Regions from separate parts of the Zea mays genome. Here all the other regions are linked to region 1. The links are chromatin contacts, called in public Hi-C maps. All regions are on one chromosome and are shown on one strand. The core of a region is the stretch at or near the end of the contact, and the rest is flanking DNA. Distances in the headings are between cores, read along the strand shown.

What was found. A called contact is a pair of places that touch in the nucleus more often than the background predicts.
Region 2: a Hi-C map of ear shows a contact between it and region 1, with 5 times the contacts expected there. The contact joins the promoter of LOC542372 here to the enhancer-like site in region 1. A contact is called at or near these places in 4 of 25 Hi-C or Micro-C datasets (ear, leaf and tassel).
Region 3: a Hi-C map of leaf shows a contact between it and region 1, with 4 times the contacts expected there. The contact joins the promoter of LOC103638487 here to the enhancer-like site in region 1. A contact is called at or near these places in 3 of 25 Hi-C or Micro-C datasets (ear, leaf and tassel).

Annotation. Positions count from the first base shown.
Region 1 is chr9:71,068,852-71,071,849 of Zm-B73-REFERENCE-NAM-5.0, forward strand. It overlaps LOC103638482 (a long non-coding RNA gene), which reads right to left. Exons shown (of 4, transcript XR_558819.4): 4 at 2,535-2,678. Among protein-coding and RNA genes, the nearest start is that of LOC103638482, 4.9 kb to the right of the region's middle. Within about 2 kb of position 1,565, at least 10 of the 20 cell types and tissues checked have an H3K27ac peak or open chromatin away from gene starts, as enhancers often do. A contact at or near this core is called in ear, leaf and tassel, where this site is marked.
Region 2 is chr9:70,930,945-70,933,958 of Zm-B73-REFERENCE-NAM-5.0, forward strand. It overlaps LOC542372 (phosphoenolpyruvate carboxylase 1), which reads right to left and starts at 1,511. Exons shown (of 10, transcript NM_001161348.2): 1 at 1,266-1,511; 2 at 764-1,158; 3 at 564-648. The coding sequence starts at 1,445.
Region 3 is chr9:70,894,058-70,896,808 of Zm-B73-REFERENCE-NAM-5.0, forward strand. It overlaps LOC103638487 (heavy metal-associated isoprenylated plant protein 29), which reads right to left and starts at 1,265. Exons shown (of 3, transcript XM_008661386.3): 1 at 1,024-1,265; 2 at 781-856; 3 at 1-659. The coding sequence starts at 1,029. The coding sequence ends at 196.

The DNA.
Region 1 (2,998 bases), core at 315-2,814:
CCGCAACACCACCACGATGACGACGACAAGTTCATGGCACACAGATCAAACCGCGTGCACACCATCAGATCAAGAACATTAAACATACCGCTTGACTGGGTAGAGGAGAATCGAAGCCTCTCACGTAGGAGAGTTCAGCTATGTCAAAGACCTGTCGACTTGACAGAGAGTTGATGCAGATCTGATCTCACAGTAACATCGAGGTAGAGCGTGCTGATAACGTGTTGAGAACTACGTTACCACGGATCACCAGATCCGCTCTCTTCGCTCCCGTCAGCAGTAGAGGCGCGAGAAGTCGTAGGAGCCCGTTCCCTTTCCCATCAAGCACGACAGAGAACACACAAGACACATGATATATGTTTGGGTCTCTGGCCTCTTTCTTTTCTCTATTCCACATGAGAGATACATGTTCTATATATAGAAAGGTGATAGTTCTCAGGGGCATATTCAGTATTTATCCATATAACCCTTCACTAGGTTTTCTCAACAGCTCTTGGTCGCGGAGAACGGGGGAGAAGTGGACAAATGTGAAAGCGGAGAACAGCGAATGATAAGGCTGGTTCACTTTTTTATTGGGCTTGGGCCAAAATTCTCCGTCCACAAAACGCAGCCCAAATGTCAGACTACCGTATGATTTAAAAAAAACATCATCTGCAACGGGTGTTTCATGGCTCCTCTCTACTGCTTTAGCGATTAAATGCCTTCGAACTTCATATTTAAGTATCTTTTTAAGGATTTGAAGGTAGCAAAAGAGCTATTCAAAAAACTTATAATGCAGGTCTCAGAACTCTATAAAGGCTAGTTTGGGAACCCATTTTCCCACGGGATTTTCATTTGTCTAGGGAAATAGTTAATTTTTCCTTGGAAAAATATAAATTTTTTAGAAAAATATAGTTTTCGAACTAGCCATAAAGGGGGTGTTTAGCGTGAATCCAGATTCTAGAGTAAAACTCTAAATGGAAGCTGGCTAGAGCTAGCCAAAACACTCCAATTTCAGAGTCACAAACTCTATTAAGTTTTGAGAGGTACAGTATTTTACCTCCTTTACTATTATAAAATCTTTTAAAAGCAACCTAGACATGAAGGTTAAAGTTACCTATCTGCCACTGCCATTTATATGATAAAGCAACCTAGACCCTAGAGCGAAGCTCCTTCACACAGAAGTTTTGGGGGCAGAATTACTCTGGGTGCAGCAAAAAACATCCTCAAAATTTGCATGTGTAGTGTTAATGTGTTTGGATGGTTTCAACCGGCTCCCTTTTATTTATTGCTTCATAGGGATGAATCCAACCCATCTCGGCCCACCACTCGTATGAAGTCCCAGAACCAAATCTTGTCGACTAACAGCATCTCTCCACTATAGAAGCTCATGTGGAGATGCGTCAGGCCAGAGCCAGTAGTGGTAGCGCAGCGAATCGCCATTCGGATGCGTACGATCGAGCGGACCGATTATCATTTTTATACAGCGCGTTCCATGCATGTAGCGCGACGACTATTATATTCCGATGCTCCGACCGTTCAGCACTTGATTGGCCTCAGGTTGTGCAGCGGATGTGGCGCAGTCACCTAACACGTGATCGTCGCACGCGCTGGCACTGCAGTGCGCATCCGATCCGCCCGATCGGTGTCTCCCTATAGCCACGTACGGGAATAGCAGTGTTTTGTGTGTTTGTTTCATGCATGGATAGGTTGTCCACCATGATTTGCTCGCGCATGCGAAAAATAACTAGGTGCGATGTAATAAGTTGAAGCTAACAAATTGAGAAAGTGTTGGATACTTGACTTTAATTCCTTGAAGACGTTGAAAATAAGAGCCCGGATTCACCGTCCAACTCTACCGACCAACTCTATGAGGCGAGCCGACCGACCAACTCTATAGCTCGTCCGAGGCCAATACCGGATGAACGGCGCTTTTCTGACTCGTCCGAGAGCGTCTCAGGCGATGCTCCAGAAGGAGCCCAACTCCGCCGACCAACTCTTCGACGACCAACTCACTGTCAAACAACCCGACGAGGCAAAGATCTAAGTCCAGCGCTACTGATCCACGTCAGCTACGACGGAACGTGTCACCCACTACACGACGGTTCACTTACAGCGACCTACGGTTGGTTGCTAAAACGGCCTTCAGCGACCTACGGTTGGTCGCTAAAAACTTTTAGCGACCCATAAGGATGGTCGCTGTAAGTGCCGTCGCTAAAGGCTTTAGCGACCGACATCTTTTTAGCGACCAACCATCCGTTGCTAATATTGTATATTTAGCGACCAACCGTGGGTTGTTGTACTATAGATTTAGCAACCAACCGTAAGTCGTCATACTATACATTTAGCAACCAACAGAAAGTCGCCCTTTTATAGTTGTTATTAATAAAAAATATACATTTAATTAAGCACCACAAATCACAGATTTTTATACACAAATCATAAAGACATACACAGTTAATCAGTATACCACAGTCATAAATCCATCACATAAACACAAAAGCACCACAATTATATATTCACAAAAGTATCACAATTATAATATCATTCACAACTAGATCATTTACAAATAGCTAGCTAGATCATTCACAAAAGCTCCAGAGATGATCAGTCACAAAAGCACCACAGCGACATCACTCCAGCTTGAAGCAGTTCTTCTCGTCTTCTGTTTTGTCTTACTTGTCTTCCTTCTTCTCTTGCTGTTTAAGAAGAGAAATAAAGAAACCTTCATATTTCCACATACATACATTACTAGACTAGTCAAGATTCGTAAATACAGGATAGCAGTTCATGTGAACTGGGTTTTGTTGCTTTGGGCATATTTCATTTTCACCAAACCAGTGTATCCAGACCACAAATGGGTACACAACAATTTGACTCAATACCTGCTTTGTATAAAGTATTTGTGTGCTCTCACCAGGTAATGTTCTACTATTTCCATTCCATAAGATCAATTGTGCTTGTGGAACATAAAGAACTCCATATGCTATCCTAAACAGCAGGGGCAGAGCTCAGAAAT
Region 2 (3,014 bases), core at 261-2,760, 140 kb before region 1:
CATCTGTGGTACCGATGTTCTACTCAGATGGCTCTATATGAGTAAGAGATCTTTGTACAAAATGATCTTTTTTAAGTAAGGAAAATGCTTTGAGCACAGCTGGAGAATAGCATATAAATAATTCAGTGTAGTTTTCATCAAGTGGTCTTCAACATTGAATCTTGAGTCAAGTCGGCCTCATATGGTTATACATGTAGCAGTCCTCCCATTGCATTGTTACAACATAAAGGTGCAGTCTAGCTCTTTCCTGATTAGGTTAGTTTCTACTTTGGAGTTTGCGAAGACAGTTTAAAGAGTGGAAAAGTTCGGTTGTTTATTACCTTAGCTTGGTAATAATGAATATATATTTATATGTGTTTTAATGAGAGAACCTGACCTGACTTGACATATAAATAAATTGAAGATTTCTCTGGCGCACTAACTTACACGTGTCATGCTCGATATCTTGCAAGCTCATGAGTCCACGTGTACTGTGCATGTGTTCTATTCTATCTCTATCAAAGAATGAATGTCTCTTGATAAAGTTCTTGCATTCCCTGGTGTCAAATGTAATATGTACGTACCTCTCTCTGCAGAGCCTCATCGAGCTCCTGCTTGTCGTCGTCAGTGATGTCCTTGGCATTCAGCTGGGTCAGACAATTTCGGATCCTGCAGCGACAAGACCAACATTTTTTATTTATCAAAAAAATAAAAAAAAATAATAGTTAAAGATATATAACGTGAATAGCATGCATATCGATCAAGCTCATTGAAAAATATATACCTGGCATTTTTTTGCAGGAGCGAGCGGCGGGCGGACTGCGTAGGATGCGCGGTGAAGACGAGGTCGACGGTCTGGTTCTTGAGCGCCTCGAACACCTCCTCGGGGGACTTGCCGACCTCGGACACGAGGCGCTTGAGCGTCTCCTCGATGTCGGACTCGGTGGTGGCGGAGCCCTCGTCGGCGAACCCACCTTTCTTGAGCTTGCTGTTGCGGCGGCGGTGCGCGATCTGCACCTCCTCGGCCAGGTTGGCGAGGTTGAGCATGTGCAGGATGGAGCTCGCCACGAGGATGGCGTCGGCGGGGGCCAGCCCCGTGAGCTTGGCGCCGAGCTCGCCCAGCTTCGTCGTGTCTCCTTTGCCCTCGTAGTCGGCTGAGACCTCGTAGCACTCCTGGACCTGCATGCATGCATTACAGTAAGCACTGGCGGGGAGACGTACGAGCAGTGCCGCGCGCAGGCGGCAACCGGTCGAAGAAGAAATGGGCGGCGGCAGTGGTTAGTTACAAATTCGCGAAGGCTGGGCCCGTGGAGGTCCTGGAGGATGTTGAGGAAGCGGTCGACGAGCAGCGCATCGTACTCGATGAGCTTGTCGTCCTCGGAGACCTTGCCTGGGACCAGCTGACGGAGCTGCGCGTCGATGGAGTGGTGCTTCTCGCCGGGGCCGGGAGCCTTGGTCGACGCCATGGCGCGGCGGGAAGCTAAGCACGGAAGCGAGATGGTTGGAGCGGCACGGCGTGCTGCTCGTGCTGCTGCGATGCGATTGGTGATCAATGCAGTGCGCGGGTGGGTTCAAATAGGGATGGGGAGTCGTTGGCGGGCGGGTGTGTGTGTGGCTGTGCACGGGAACGGGCGGCCCTCGGCGTTCGGAAAGGCGCGGCCTTGGGCATGTGATCGGCGGTAACCGCAACGGAACCGGCTGCGGCTGAGGCTCCTTTTTGGCTTGGCTTGCTGCTGTTAGCGGCCGGAGGGGATGTGGAGAGGGGTGTCTGCTACTGCTGGCGGCAATCGCAAGGGGACCTGGAGAGCTGCGGCTGCGGCTTGGGCTTGCTCCTCCTTGCTCCTTTTTGGCTTGGCTCGGTGCTGTTGACGTGCTTTGTCACTGCTCACCTGCCTTCTTGTGTTATTCCGTTGGCTAATTGGGTAGCAGGATGTGGAGAGGGCGTCCCTTAGCAGTTAATGCTGGATTCGGGGGATCGCAAGAATTTGGAGGAATGCTTTGCAGGATGTGGAGAGGGCGTCTGTTAGCAAGTAGGCTGCATCGGAGTGAAGAATCTGGAGGGATGTGGCGAGGGTGTCTGTTTGCAGGATGTGGTTGAGGGTGCAGTGAGGCGGCTGTGGCTAAGAGTCGTCTTTGTAGATAATTTTTTGTTTCCATTAACATTTAAATTAAATTTATGATTTTAAAATTTAGTTTCCTAGGAGGATAAGGAAAAAAAAAAGTGAACCTGTGGTTAGGAACTCGGCATTTTATTGTTCCAAATAAGTGTTCAACCTGAACAAGAAGTGCCGCTATAATAAATTATTGTGGTTCAAGAAAAAGTATATTTAATTCTTGGTATGCATACATGGCTATTGTAGGGATAAGGGGTGTCATTCTACGAAGGGCACCATACATATAGGGATAAGGATGTTGTTCTACCAAGGGCACCGTACAGGTGTCTCCTCCATTGGCGCCGACCGTGCACAAGCCAACAAAGATATGCACGATGCGATGTGTTGTTGGCACTTGGCAGCGGTGAACATGCACGGATTGAAGAGAGAGGTGGATTTGGGTTGGGATATCCACACAAAAAGAAGAATTTTAAAATATAGACTGTGTGCTTAAATGTACATATTTACAGAATTATGGTCTAATGCATTTGTTATCACAATTAGAAATGAGATAATGCTAGGTAATTGAAAATAGAAAAACCATCGAATGACCTTACATTTATATTAGTAGCTAACCACGTGTCCTAACACCATTACATCGCTAGATCCTCGACATACTATCAACATTGTGCATTACATCGAGCTAAGTAAAGAACTGATCGGCCATGGCATGATACAATTCTCAATTTTCCCATATGCAAACAGTAGCAATGCAAATGTTCTCTTTCAATAATACTTGTCACTTATGTGAAAAACACATCAAACTTATATATCACTCCATCAATCCGGCACCTCATTTGTACTTTTAAGTTTTAAATAGAGTACCGAAAAAGGCAATCCAATGCAGAAGAGAGGTCAGATAGGGAGACGACGACCCTCCCC
Region 3 (2,751 bases), core at 15-2,514, 180 kb before region 1:
TTCAACAGCAACCGCCTGCCCGGTCACAAATTTACACTAATGTACAGCGCAGTACAAACAAGGCAGTATTGTATTGTACATTTATACATACAGGATGAATGGAAACATAAACCCAGACACAAGCGAGGCCGATGATCAATCATCATACACCCGAACGACCACACCGTACCGACCTCATGGAAGGATCGATGATGACTACATGATCGAGCAAGCACTCGGGTTCTCGTCGCTGAAGTAGGACCGCACGGCGGCTGGCACTACGTCGCCGGGCTGCTCGTGGTCGTGGTAGTACCCGTACAGCTCGGAGTCATAGTACCCGTGGACATGGTAGTTGTAGGAGCTGGCCTTGGACTGGGGGTACTGATGCCCCGCCGGCTTCGTAGCCACCGCCGAGATGCCGCCGCTGTTCTTGCCGGCGCGCTGGACGCTGCTGTAGTACTGGTGCTGCTGCGCTTGCGCGGGCTTATTGGCCTGGTACTGGTACTGGTAGTAGGCCCGCATCGCGTGGGCTTGGTGGTACGACGGGTTGTTGTAGGCGGACGGCCACAGCACGGCGAGCTTGCCCGTGCGCCGCGCCGCGCGGAGCGCCTTCCTCTGGCTCACCGACCCAGTGACAGTCACCTTGCCGTGCATCCTGTCGATGCTTACGTGGTGCACTCCTGCAGGAAGAGGAGGTTCGATCAGTTAATTATTGGGCATGGAAATTTCAGCGATAGATAGGTAGACCGGTGCAGGATTTGTGCCTGCGTGAAGCAAAGAAAAATTGGACGATGCGAGCACCTTTGAGCTTTTCCAGGGCCTTCCTGACGTTGTCCTCGCAGCCATCGCAGTCGATGCTCACATGCATCTCTACGATCTGCAAAAAGCTAGGCACGACGATGCATGCACGGTTTTAGTTTCAGAGAGGGATAGGAGAGCTAGTGGACACAAACACCATCCATCGATCAAAAGTTTCCTGTCAACTTAATAATCGATCGGCAAGTGAGGTATACTAGATCATATCGAACAGAAACTCAAGCTTACCGTCATGGTTTCCTCCTTGAACTGTCGATGCACCAAATCCAAGAGAATCACCACTCTGGGGAGTTCACTTGCTAGGAGCCTAGGACACAGGAATCACCACTGGAGATGCAGCGCGGGGAGAAGGCATTATATTAAAGGAACATCAGGTCACGGGTACGCTAGCAAGTAGCCTCAGCGCTCATTTGCCATGACGTACGTCGCTGGCAGCGTGCTTGTCCCAGTATTTCTTCGCTTCGAATGACATGGGAGTTGCGTGCCATTGCTTAATAAGATGCTTCGGTCATGAACAGCGACCTGCCAAGTAAATTATGTTGAATATATCAACGCAGCAGGGATTGCGTGGTGTCAGATAGATACATGCAAATTGAGGTCACTGTTCCTGTGTGAGAAGGGCAACCAACGAGAGGTTCATTTTATTTTTTTAAAAATTAAAGTTAATTTAGATAGGGTTGTTATCTGGTCAAGTCTTTTGATCCTGACCTCCATCCAATATTGATGTAAGCCTTTTAAAATTAAAGGAGTGTCTGAATGTACTAGAGCTAATAGTTCGCTGCTAAAATTAGTTGAAGTATCAAAACAGTCTAGCTAATAGTTCAGCTATTAGCTACTTTTTGGCAAATTAGGTAATTGTTAGTTTACTATTTTTTAGCTAGCTAATTTCACTAATTTTTTTAGCCAACTAACTATTAGCTATAGTGCATTTAAACAACCCCTAAGTGTGATATAACTTAATTGATGGTTTTCTTTGTCGGAGCTGCCCACTTGAGTCCAATTTCCAAATTTGGAATAAGCAATTGTATCTTTCTTGATCTAATTTTTTTAGAAAAAATACGTATATAAATGGACGATGTTTCAGGAAACATAACTATTAACCCACTCTTCTGTCTTACCTTTTTGGTTGGCTTTTAGTTTTTCCGGTAGGAAAAGCATTTTTAGGGCTAGTTTGGAAACTTAAATCCCTTTTGGGATTTCCAGAGATTAAGTGGAAAATTAAGCTATTTTTTCACTTAAACCTCGAGAATCCCGGAGAAGATTTAAGTTTCCAAACTAGCCCTTAAGGACTAGTTTAGAAATTCAAATCCTCTTGGGATCTCTATCTTTTCCCAGGGTGAGAATCCAATGAGATGCCATTTAAATAAGAGATTTAGTTATTTATGGGAGGTTTTCATTCTCTAGGTTTAGCCTCTTCCTTCCAAATTAGTCCTAAATAAAAAAATTAGTTAAAAATGGGAGGTTTCCCTCCCTGGGTTTGGCTCCCCTTCTTTCAAACTAGTCCTTATTTTGAAGCCCAACCAAGCACAGTCTGTATGAGTAGTTGTATTTTTCTTGAATTATTTTAGAAAATGTAGGAAAGCCGTGGTGTTTTGAGAAACAGAAATTTCGACTCACTCTTTCTTTTTGAAAACAATATTGGTGAAGAGTTGTACTTTAGTAGCAAGATAATTCGATCTCCTAGACGATCTTGTGGACTTATGTTGTGAGAAAGTAGTCAATGGTGCTGCTAAAATAACATGGTATTCTAGAGAACACTCTAACATTCTCCCCGTTTGTTCTCTTCTTTTTCTTGTTCTTTAGCTTTCTATGTTCCACTCCTTGACAAGTTTGCATATCGAGACCAATGGGTGACAATGACCAATTAAGTGTCACCGAACTCATTGGCTATAACATGTTCCACTGCCTTAGAATGAAATATCTTTTCTATGGCTACTTCTATAACCCCTTTTGATT